Linked DNA regions of Anas platyrhynchos: region 1 is linked to region 2. Evidence: chromatin contacts called from public Hi-C data. All regions are on one chromosome and are shown on one strand. Each heading gives the region's core, a stretch centred on a gene start, on an enhancer-like site or on the middle of the called end of the contact. The rest is flanking DNA. Distances are from core to core; before and after follow the strand shown. Region 1 holds the start of CRACR2A (calcium release activated channel regulator 2A). Region 2 has its middle 9.9 kb from the start of PARP11.

Region 1 (5,914 bases), core at 1,452-3,951, 43 kb before region 2:
TTTGGGACTGGTCTTCAAAAGGTAGGTCATTGCTGGTACTTTGATCAATCTGGTTTACTGTAAATCACCAGGCTTTTGAATTGCACAGCAGTGCTGATGCACAGATTTCACAAGTCATGAGGTGTGACAACCCCATGCACTGTAACTGTGACAGTTAAAAACTTACCAAGCTGTTTTACCTGCATTTATGTCTCTGAGTTTCTAAGTTTCAGTAAAATATTTTTTAGCATTTATCTACAGGTAAAAACTTTTTGCCTTATCTTTTAAGTTTAGAAGACTTTTTCCAACACTCATACAAAGAAAATAATGAAATGATTATGAAAAATTATATGGCTCACAACAGAAAAAAAAAATTAAAACACCAATATCATCCAGGGATACAATTTACAAGCTGATAGTTTATTGCAATTATAACTCCAGTATGTATATATAAATTTATATATATATATATATATATATATACACACACACATACTTGCACACACCCACACACACATATATACTTAGGGCATTTATATATATATGTATTTTGCTGCACAGAGCTTGACTGAGGAAAGCATCCTTCAGCTGATAGATGTAACACCCAGCCCTGCACATCTTGAAACTAATGAAAACAGTTAAATTCTACAGATTCTCTGAAATTAGATCGTTTACTCACATGCTGGCATATAGATTGACTAGCCCTGCTTTAGCCTCTTTTGAAAAAAGTTAGCAGCGCCTTTTACAATCACTGTGCCTAATTTTTCAGACTCTTATTTTTGAAGGAATTTCCCTGTTAAGATCTGCTTTATAAGTCACAGCCGCACCCTGTCAGTTCTGCAAACATTGACACAAACGGCTGCTAGTGTATGGCAAGAAAAAAATTAACCGCAACATTCAAGAAACTTCTTATTTTTTTCTTTATCCTATACCCCTTGTATTCAGGTCTGTGCTAAACACAAGAGAAACAAAAGTTCTCTCTTTTGCCTTTAGCAGCACACTTCAAAACACAAATCGTCAGAAAAAAACATGTAGTAAGTTTACTTAAGACCATGGTTACCATAGATTTATACGAAAAATATTCTTATGAGAGGCAACATTTATGTTTTACAGATACTGGAAGATAAGAACAACTTTCCCTACAACCAAACTATCATTTACAAAATAACCTTTGTTATTTTGTCAGCTTCTGTAATCTGACTGACATATGAACAGGGAGATCTTCAGAACTGACCTTGTGTCGGAGTTATCTTTTAGCATTATGTTGAAATTTCTCTAAAGCTGATAAAATGTAACACCATAATTATTTTAAGCTGACATAAGCCTACTAAAAGAAGCCATTCTCTTTCCTGTCACCAGGCCCTGGCCTTAGAATCATTAAGGTTGGAAAAGACCTTAGTATACATTACATTTAGTCAAAATCTGTTGTATCGGTATATATATAAAAGCATCTTGGTAGCGGTAAGTATCCTTTTTAACTATCATTTACTGTCATCATAGGCATTCAGTATGAAGACCCTGAAGGCAGTCACCAGTCACAACTTCAATTATCTTTTGTATTTGCAGGGAAGCATACAATGAAAATCAATTAGGCAGCTCTAGAAGTATGCAGGACATAAAGTGATTTTGCTGTGTGACACTGTTTTTCTTGCCCTAGTACATGAAGACTGTAGAAGAGACACTACAAAGAGCATCAGTTACAGCACTTTTGGGCACCACATTTATAAAATATTCTTTATGTGGGAGTTACAACACCTGGCACTCCAGTACACTCAGCTGTCATTCCAATTGCAAGCGTCTCACCCCTTTTTGCCCTAGTACTGGTACCAGTATTACACAGAGATGTAAAGCAAGGCAAAATGAGCTAAAGCAACTTGTTCAAGTTCACAACAGTAGGCAGTGCAGTAGCAAATGAAGCATTTTTGACAACTACTGCGGTTCTAATCCTGCTGCCTTACAGCATGAGTATTAACAAAAGGGTCAGGGGCTGCGAGTGCTGTATACAACACTCACAGTGGCTCCAGAAACATCCCTGTGCCACCTCTGTTCCACTGTCAGCAGGTCAGCCACACACCAAGCAAACAGGTGGGGGTGCTTGTCTTCCCACAAGAGCTTTTCCAGGTTTCTTATCAGTAGGTGCCTCCCACACATGTTGCAGGAGACTATGCCATCAAGGTATGCAGCTCATAGCTCCGAGAGAATGGGCAGAAATGTTGATTGGCACTTGGGGACAGGAAATGTACTAATAACGGATATCACTTGCGGGCTGCCCTGAACCTCCTAAAACCCTGCCCAGGCCTGACAAAATTGCAAAGGCAGCATTCTCTTGCAGACCTCCCTCACAGGAAGCAGAGCTTGCAACAGGAGGAGCATAGAGGAAGAGCAGAGCACTGTTGAGACATCAGGGAGAGAAAGGAGAAGCAGCTGTCACTTTGTGCATTTCCTCCAGCAGCATTGCTAGGGGGGGTGATCTGGCTCTGCACACTCTTCTTATCTTTCCTCTCCTGACACTTCAGGCCCAAGATACCTTCCCCCAACTCACCTCCTGCAACGTCCTGCAGGCCCCCAGGCGAGGGTGCAACACAAGCCCTGCGCGCTGACTGACGGATGTTCCACACACGCCTCAGGGTGGAAGTAAAAGTGCAGGAAGATTGAAACGACTTTGTTCAGGTACGGATAGCATAACCCGGTGACGAGCAGGCTGCGCCCCGGGGGCGGGACAGTGAGCCAGTCCGGCCTCCCTCCACCCACAGCCAGTCCTTGCCCACACAAAGGGGGCTGTGCAGTCAGAGTACAGATCACACCTCGCCTCTGGCAGGTATAACTCAGAACCAGCAGTAAGTCAACTCGGAGAGCCAGGGGAATTCAAATTTGCAATACCCTCCTTGATCCCTACTGCAGCCAGGACTAAGTATGTGATCGCTTGCTTCCTGGGGCAAGGCCATTAACTTGAAATCTCTGTAACCTGAATGATACAGGGCAGAAGGGTTTGGAAGGGTGCAGGACAACTCATCCAAAACAAGAACTTAAGGTGATAACTAAAGTAAATGGACCAACTAGGATCTTCCAAGCTTGTGATTTTAAATTGTCCCAAGTGCAGTTTCACTTGCACAGAAGATGGTAACAGGAGACAGAATTGATTTCACATTCATTTGATTCAGAAATTTCAAGTAGCCCAAAGTACATTTTGAAAAATGTTGTGCTAGGGTATGTTAATGTCTACCTTAACATACCTGTTAAGGAACATTCCCCCTACCAGGGAACAGATTCTCTGAGTACCCCTCTAGAAAAGAAATATACTTTGTTCTCATCACTGCAGCATGTCACAGCTGTAGAAGAGTACTTTGTGCATGGTGTTCATAATGTACTTCAATTCAGCAGACTTGCTAAAGCAAAAACAAAGAAACAAACAAAACACTCCCCTCCCCCCCCCAAACAAACAAAAAATAATAATGGTGCAATTCATCCCATTGTGTTTTACCCCAGAATGATGGATAGCTTCTTGATATGAGAAATAATTATTAATATATATATATATATATATATATATATATATATATATCAAAGGGACAGCTGAAATAGCAATACAATAGGAGGTGGTATAAAGACCACAGGATCACAGAATCAATTAGGTCAGAATCTTTTCTGATAGCCAGTCTAAACCTCCACTGGTACAACTTGAGGGATGTCACTTGTCACCTGAGAAGAGAGACTGACACCCTTCTCACTGCAACTTCCTTTCACGTAGTTGTAGAGAGCAATAAAGTCTCCCCTGAACCTCCTCTTCAACTGACTAAACAACCCCAGCTCCCTCAGCCACTCTTCACAGGACTTGTGTTCCAGATGCTTCACCAGCTTCGTAGCCCTTCTCTGGACACACTCCAGGGTCTCAATGTCTTTCTTGATTTGAGGGGCCCAAAACTAAACACAGCACTCAAGGTGCAGCCTCACCTGAGCAGAGTACAGGGGAACAATCACCTCCCCAGTCCTGCTGGCTACACTATTTCTCATACAAGCCAGGATGCTGTCGGCTTTCTTGGCCACCTAGGCACATTGCCAGCTCATGTTCAGGCAAGTGTCAACCAACACCTCCAGATCCTTTTCCTCTGCACAGCTTTCCAGCCACTCTGTCCCAAGCCTGTAGTGTTTCTAGGTTTAGTCAGGACCCAGCACTTAGGCATGTTGAACCTCATCCCATTGGCCACTGCCCATCGACCCATCCTGTCCAGGTCCTTCTGCAGGGCCTTCCTACCCTCTGGCAAATTGATGCTTCCCCACAACTTGGTGTTGTTTGCAAACTTACTGAGGGTGCACTCATCCAAATCATCAATAAAGATATGAAAGAGGATGGGCCACAACACCAACGCCAGGGGAACACCACTGGTGACCAGTCTCCAGCTAGACTTCACTCCGTTCACCACTGGGCCTGGCGGTCCAGCCAGTTTGCAACCTAGCAAAGGGTGTACTTGTCCAAGCCATGGGCTTCCAGCTTCTCCAAGAGAATACTGTAGGAGACTGTGTCAAAGGCCTTGCTGAAGTCTAGGTAGACTATGTTAACAGTCTTTCCTTCATCCATCAGGCAGCTCACCCAGTCATAGAAGGAGATGGAGTTGGTCAGGAAAGAGCTGCCTTTCATGAACCCATGCTGGCTGGGTCTGATCCCCTGGTTGTCTTGCACATGCTGTGTGATTGCATTCAACATGACCTGTTCCATCACTTTTCCTGACACCAAGGGCAGGCTGACAAGCCTGTAGTTACCTGGGTCCTCCTTACAACCCTTCTTGTAGATGGGTGTCACACTAGCAAGGCTCCAGTCACATGGGACCTCTCCAGATGACCATGACCACTGATAGATGATGGAAAGTAGGCCATCAATCACATCCGCTAACTCCCTCAGCACTCTCGGGTGCATCCCATCGGGGCCCATAGATCTGTGGATGTCTAGCTTGCCTAAATAACCTCTAACATAATCCTCTTCAACCAATAAAAAATCTTCCTCTCTCCAGGTTTTCTCTATTGTTTCCTGGCTCAGTAGTGCATGGGGGCTAGTCTTAGCAGTGAAGACTGAAGCAAAGAAGGCGTTCTGTAACTCCGCCTTCTCTGTATCTGCCATCACCAAGGCAGCCACCTCATTTAGCAGCACACCCACATTTTCCTTAGTCTTCCTTTTGCTGCTATGTATTTGAAGAAGCCCTTCTTGTTATCCTTGATTTCTCTTGCTAAATTTAATTCTATCCGGACCTTGGCCTTCCTCGTTGCATCCTTGCATTCTCTGAAAATGTTCCTATATTCCAACCCAAGCGGTCTGTCCCTTCTTCCACAATATGTATGCTTTCTTCTATTTTTTAAGTTTTCCCAAGAACTCCTTGCCCACCCACACAGGTCTCCTGCCCCCCTTGCTTGACTTCTTTCTCATAGGGATGCACCGATTGTTCCCCCTGAACAATCTTCGGGCTAAGCGTTGCCACTTCTCCTCCCAGATGTAGGAGCACCAAAGGGTAATAGTCCAAGGGTTGAACCAAAGTGGGAAGTCTCCTGATGATGTCTTTAACCCAGGCCCAAGGAAGGCAGCAGACTTCCCTTAGAGAAGGGTCCCTTCTACGTACAGGAGTCTTTTCAGTTTAATCTGCAAACTCATATTTTATCTAGCTTTGCTAAGGCAAAGTGGCCCTCTGTTCCCCCTATTGTGGAATCACCCACAACTAAAACATAACCTTTTTTTCCTCCTGCCAGTGGTTGCGATACTGGGGGTTGGCCTTTCTGACCCTGGCTATATCTCTGGTGGAGAGGAATCATCACCTTCTCCATCCATCTATTGCCTTTCAGCCTCCAGGGCCTCACACGTATTGCTCAGGGCTACCTAATAGCATGAAGGCAAATTTCTCCTGCCACCTCGAGCCTGGATTTGTTTCCATCTATTCACATCCTTGCAGCT
Region 2 (5,629 bases), core at 2,195-4,694:
GTTTACACAGAACCTTCTCTCAACTTACAGGTTTAATTTCCACCCACTCTGCAGCTGATCCTTTTTGAAAACATAGCATAGTTCTTCCCCAAATAAGGTTCCATTCTCAAGACTTTATTTACTGCCTGCACTAAGAACAAGATAAAGGCAACAGTGTGGCTCCTTCCTGGGCTGAACACAGAGATCCAATTCCAGGCCTTAACCTGAAGCAGAAGCAAACATCAGTGTCTCTCACCATATGTTTCTTAGAACTATACATCTCATCAGTGAATTCTGGTGTACAAGGACTCCGCTTTCTGTGCTGACCATGCAACTGGCTCTGATCAAGATATTCTCAATGAGGAAAATAAATCAAGGTCACACTGATTTTCAGAATCTTTGGTGTTTGCAGCATTTTCTTTATTGTTTATTATTTGTGGGTTTTTATTTATTTATTTATTATTATGCATTTTCTTCTTATTATGCAATTTTATTTATTGAAGTTCAAGTTACTGTAATATCACCTGTAGGCTGTGAAGAGTTCACAGGCCTTGAGAAAAGACTGTTCTCCAGGGGGTGAGCCCATGCTTTAACCCCAGTGTTCCTCAAAACAGGAGGAGCACATGTCAAGTCTCTCTGGGAATACCTTGTAGGAAGTACCTTTCCTACTGCCAGATACAAAGGGTCTCTCTGAAAGCCTTTGCCAGTGAACATTTGAACAAACTGTGCCTATATTGCACAGGGCCTGCCAGGATGCAACCTCAAATACTGAGGGAAGCATCTGATGTCATTGCAACATTACTCTCAGGTGTTTTGGAAAGCCATAGAAGTCACAGGTTCCTGAGGGCTGAAGAAAGCATATCTCACACCCATCATCAAGAAGGGCAAGGAAGAGGATCCAAGGAACAGCAGACCAATATGCCTAACATTGATCTTGGGAAAGGTCATGGAACAAACTCTCCCATGAACCATAAATATTTCTGAAGTTATTCAGGTGATTGGTAGTTGTCCACATGGATTTGCAAAGGGCACATCATACTTGACCAGCCTTCTGCAGTGAGATAATTTGCTTGGTAAATGAAGGAGGAGCAGTAGATGTTTATCTTGACTTTAGTAAGGCTTCTGACACGGTCTCCCATAACATCCTCAAGCTGATGAAACACTAGCTAGATAAATGCAGTGAGGTGGAGTGAAAACTGGCTGAACTGCTGAGCTCAAGGTTTGTGACCAGTGGCACAAGGGTCATGCATCTGATTAAGGGATTAGAGCATCTGACATGTAAAGAGAAGGGATTAGAGCATCTGACATGTAAAGAGAGGCTGAGAAAGCTGGGATTGTTTAGCTGTAAGAACAGAAAGTTTGCAAGGGTAAAAGACACCAATTTGTATAAATACCTGATGGTGGGGACAGAATAAAGAAGACAGAAGTAGACTCTTAGTAGCATCTATTGAAAGTACAAGAGGTGATGGGCACAAGTGAAAATACAGGAAATTCCAGTTAAACATAAGAAAAACTTAACATTACCCTTGCCTTACATATGATCAAGAACTGGAACAGATTGCCCAGGGAGATGTGCAGTCTTCATCCTTGGAACTATTCGAAATCTTACTGGACAAGGCTTCTGCTTTGAGAAATGAAGTTGGACAAGTTGATTTCCAGAGATCTCTTCTAACCTCAGTAATTCTGTGAAAACTGCTCTGTGCATCCTTGAAACTACCCCCGAATTCTTCCCTTTCTTTTGCTGTCCCTGTCCTTTACATGAGTACTAAGGAGTCGGTGTTCCAGAGTTGGTATTATCACATCCTGCAGCCCAACTTTCTCTTTGGTATTTCCACATAATAAGGACTGCAGCCTCTCCACTGCTTGCCAGCTTCCCTTGTTGTAGCAGGCTTTGGTGCCTTTGCTCTTGGTTCCATTTGTGCAGTGGGATGTGCTCAAGGTACCTTAGAGTGTCACCTAGTGATTCCCCTTCCAAGGGTCTTGTCAGAACCTCTAGCACAAATCAGTGCACATAAAGCACTTATTTACACACCCCTTCACTGTCCCTACTCAATGGACTCATTTAGAAACAGCTTTCTCCTGACGAGACCCCTCTAAGCTACACCACAAGTCCACCTCCCCCAAGATCCTGTTTTGTAGCTCTGAGTCTTGCAGGGAGAAACAGAAGCCATTTTATTTTATGTCCACTTGAGGAAACCAGAGAAAACTGGAGCAGCTGGTGGAGCTGGCTTCAGCTGATACACCTAGTACAGATGGTTGTTGGATGTGAGGGTTTGATCCATCATGGCTTGGAATATTATTGCTCAGCACTGGCCACACCAGTGAATAACTGGGCATACTCACCGTTGTCAGTTTCTTCACTTTCTTCATAAGAAATGGTTCAACCTGAGGTTAGCCATAATCATGGACAGTGTCCTGGGCATATGGTTATTGTTAATCCATGTTATTTCTTCCCCTCCTATCCTGGGGGTTCTGCAAGCCCTCAGGTTCAGTGTGAATGTCAGCACCATTGAATCCAGACTAGTGGTAACCGTGTGTGACACACCAGTAGAGGGGTGTCCAGGAATTCTTTTTTATTCTGGGACTAATCAAGCAATTGTTCACAGGAAATGCCAATCAAGGAAAAACAGGGAGGAAAAAAAAAAGTTAAAAAGAAAAGAGAAAAAAAATGTTCTTTACAGCAGCTAGATAGTAGTTACAATCTGTTGACTCAATAAGGCCTTTCTCCAAATAATACAGATGCATGAACTACTGCTCTCACCTATGTCCTATGAGCCACCCCTCCATTATCAGTTTTCCCAAAAATGCCCTCACCGCTCTTGAGCTGCATGGGGTTGAATCATATCTTCCCTGGCAGTTAGCATCAGGGGCATTCCTGATGTTTCATAGGTTGTTGTTATTCAATACTTGCATTCTTTTTTCCCTTTATCTCTGTCTCTGTGAGCCTGTGTGTCACTGGAGAACCATGGGAAAGGGGAAGACCACCATGGTCATGGTCAAACTTTGGTCAACCTGCACAATGCAGTTATTCAAGCTGTGACATACCCTTTGAGGGCACCCCAGCTCACTCTTGCTGGGCTATGCCATCATGAATCCTGCCCTTGCCTATTCAGCACCTGTCTTCAAATACAATCTCCTCAAAGAACAAGCAGGATCCATTGTGATATGTAGGAAGCCTACTAGGCCTGGCAGAAGCAGAGAACTGTCTGAGATTGATAGCACAAAGGAAGTGCACAGAAGGCAGAACTGGGGCTACTCTTGTCTGAGTATGGTGGGGTGGAATCAGGAAAGACCAAAGTCCAGCTGGAGTTGAAGCTAGTGAGGAATGTAGAAAGCAATATTATCCTGTTTTTGGCTGGAATGGAGTTAATTTTCTTCATAGCAGTTGATATGGTGGTGTGTTTTTGATTTAGGAGAAAAATAATGTTGATAACACACCAATGTTCTAGCTGTTGCTGAGCAGTGTTTACAGAGAGTCAAGGACTCTTCTGCTTCTCATGCTGCCCTGTCTGCAAGGAGGCTAGGGGTACACAACAAACTGGGAGGGGATTGAACCAGGATAGCTGACCCAAACTAACCAAAAGGTATTCCATACCATATGATATCATGCTTAACAATAAAATTTAGGGAGCTGGCTGGGGGGAGTGCCATTGCTTTCCTTTAACTCTGTCTGTGTGAGTCTGTGTGTCAGACTTTCTGGGTATCAGTTGGCTGGTGGTAAGTAATTAAATTGTGCATCACTTCATTATTGTTGTTGTTGTTATCTTTATTTATTTTCTTTCTTACTAAGCCATCCTTATCTCAAACTGTGAGTTCTTGCACTTTTACTTATTATTATTATTATTATTATTATTATTATCTCCCCTGTCCCACTGTGGGGAGGAGAAAGGGATGTGCAGGTGAGTAAACAGCTTTATGATGCTTAGCTACATGCTGGGTTAAACTACAACATTAAGGCTTTCTGTGAATACATTAGCGGTACAAGGGAGACTAAGAAAAAGAGGACCTCTCCTAAATGGGGTAGAGGCCTAGTGACAAAGGACACAGAGGACTTTCTGTAATAGGCAGTGCCTTCCTTGCCTTGGTATTTACTTCTGTAAGGTCTGTCCTTAAGCCTTAGAAGCTGTCCTTAAGCTTGTCCCTGAATTTAGTCACAAAATCTGGCAATGTGGAGGATTACCCACAGTAGAGCAAGACTACACTGGAGACCAAAAGGCAAGCTAGATATGCACAAGTTCATGGGCCCACCTAGGATATGTCCAAAGGTGCCGAGGGAGCTGATCAAAGTCATTGTGAAACTTACTTCTGTCATCCTTGAGTAGTCATACTGATCAGGGGAGGTTCCTTATGATTTGAAGAGCCATATAGTACATCCTCCAGCTCCCCAGAAATTAAGAAAGAATATCCAGATAACTATCAGCCTAATCTCACCCCCTTGGAATAATATAGAGCAAATGCTCGTGGAAGCTACTTCCAGCTATATGAAGGGGAAAAAAAAAAAAAAAATCACATGTAACCAGTATGATAGCTTGATAGCTTTCTACAGTGAGCTGTTTCACTGGATGAGTGGAGAGCAGCAAGTGTCCTGGACTTGAGCATTTTTACCACAGTGTCCCATAGTAACCTTGTAGACAAACAGTTGAGCTAAAGTTTGGCTAAGTGAAAGATGAGGTGGGTGAAGAACCAGCTAGACTTGATATGGGGACAATACTATTTAACTCCTTCTTTTTATTTATTTATTGACAGCAATTCAAGAGACAGGCACTTTATTTGGTACTGCACCTGGACTAATGTGTTTGGTTTTGGGCTCCTCAGTGGAAGAAAGACATGGGCATCCCAAATTAAGTTCAGGAGAGATCCACTAGGATCATTTGGGGAAGTGGAATGTGTGATAGGCAAGGAGAATTTGAGAGAACTGGACTAATTATTTAGAGAAAGAGAGTTTAAGAGGGTGTGTGACCTGGTCTCATTGCTGTCATCAGGTACTTCATGGGTGGCTGATTGTTAGTGGCCCCCTTTGGACGTAGGTACTGGTGCCAACACTGTTTATTGTTATTAACACCCTGGACAGTGGGATGGAGTGCCCCACAGGAAGTTCATGGATGATATCAAATGGGTGGGGAAGGTGATCCATACACTAGAGTGAAGGGCTGCCATGTAGAGAGGCCTCAACAGACTGGAGAAATGGGCTGATGGGAATTTTCTGAGGTTCAGTAAGGACAAATGAAAGAAATACTGTAGGTAGGATGGAATAAGCCCATTCAACAGTACAGACTGGGAGCCAATTTGAAAGAAACTATCTTTGCAGAAAAGAACGTGAGAAATCTCATAAACAAGTTGAACATGACTCAACAGTAAACCCTTGTGATGAAGAAGTCAGAGCATGTATCAGGTGGTATTAACAAAACTGTAGCGAGTGAGTCAAGGAAAATAAACTATTCTACTCTATTAGGTGTTTGTGAGACTGCATCTGGAAGTGGACTACTGTTCCCAGTTTTGGGCTTCCCAGCAGAAGAAAGAAAATGACATACATACCAGTGCAAGTCCAATGGCATGCCCTCAAGATAATTTTGGGGCTGCAACATTTGTGAGAGCTGAATTTGGTCTTAGGAAGAAAAGGGGAAAATCTCACTTGGAGTCTTCAGCTAAC

What was found. Hi-C and Micro-C count contacts between places; a contact is called where the count stands out from the background.
Region 1: a contact with region 2 is called in a Hi-C map of skeletal muscle, with 2.8 times the contacts expected there. The contact joins the promoter of CRACR2A here to the enhancer-like site in region 2. A contact is called at or near these places in 2 of 8 Hi-C or Micro-C datasets (liver and skeletal muscle).

The regions. Positions count from the first base shown.
Region 1 is chr1:81,176,645-81,182,558 of IASCAAS_PekinDuck_T2T, reverse strand. CRACR2A (calcium release activated channel regulator 2A) reads right to left here and starts at 2,701. Exons shown (of 19, transcript XR_011811859.1): 1 at 2,522-2,701.
Region 2 is chr1:81,135,151-81,140,779 of IASCAAS_PekinDuck_T2T, reverse strand. No RefSeq gene overlaps it. Among named protein-coding and RNA genes, the nearest start is that of PARP11, 9.9 kb to the left of the region's middle. Within about 2 kb of position 3,444, at least 2 of the 8 cell types and tissues checked have an H3K27ac peak or open chromatin away from gene starts, as enhancers often do.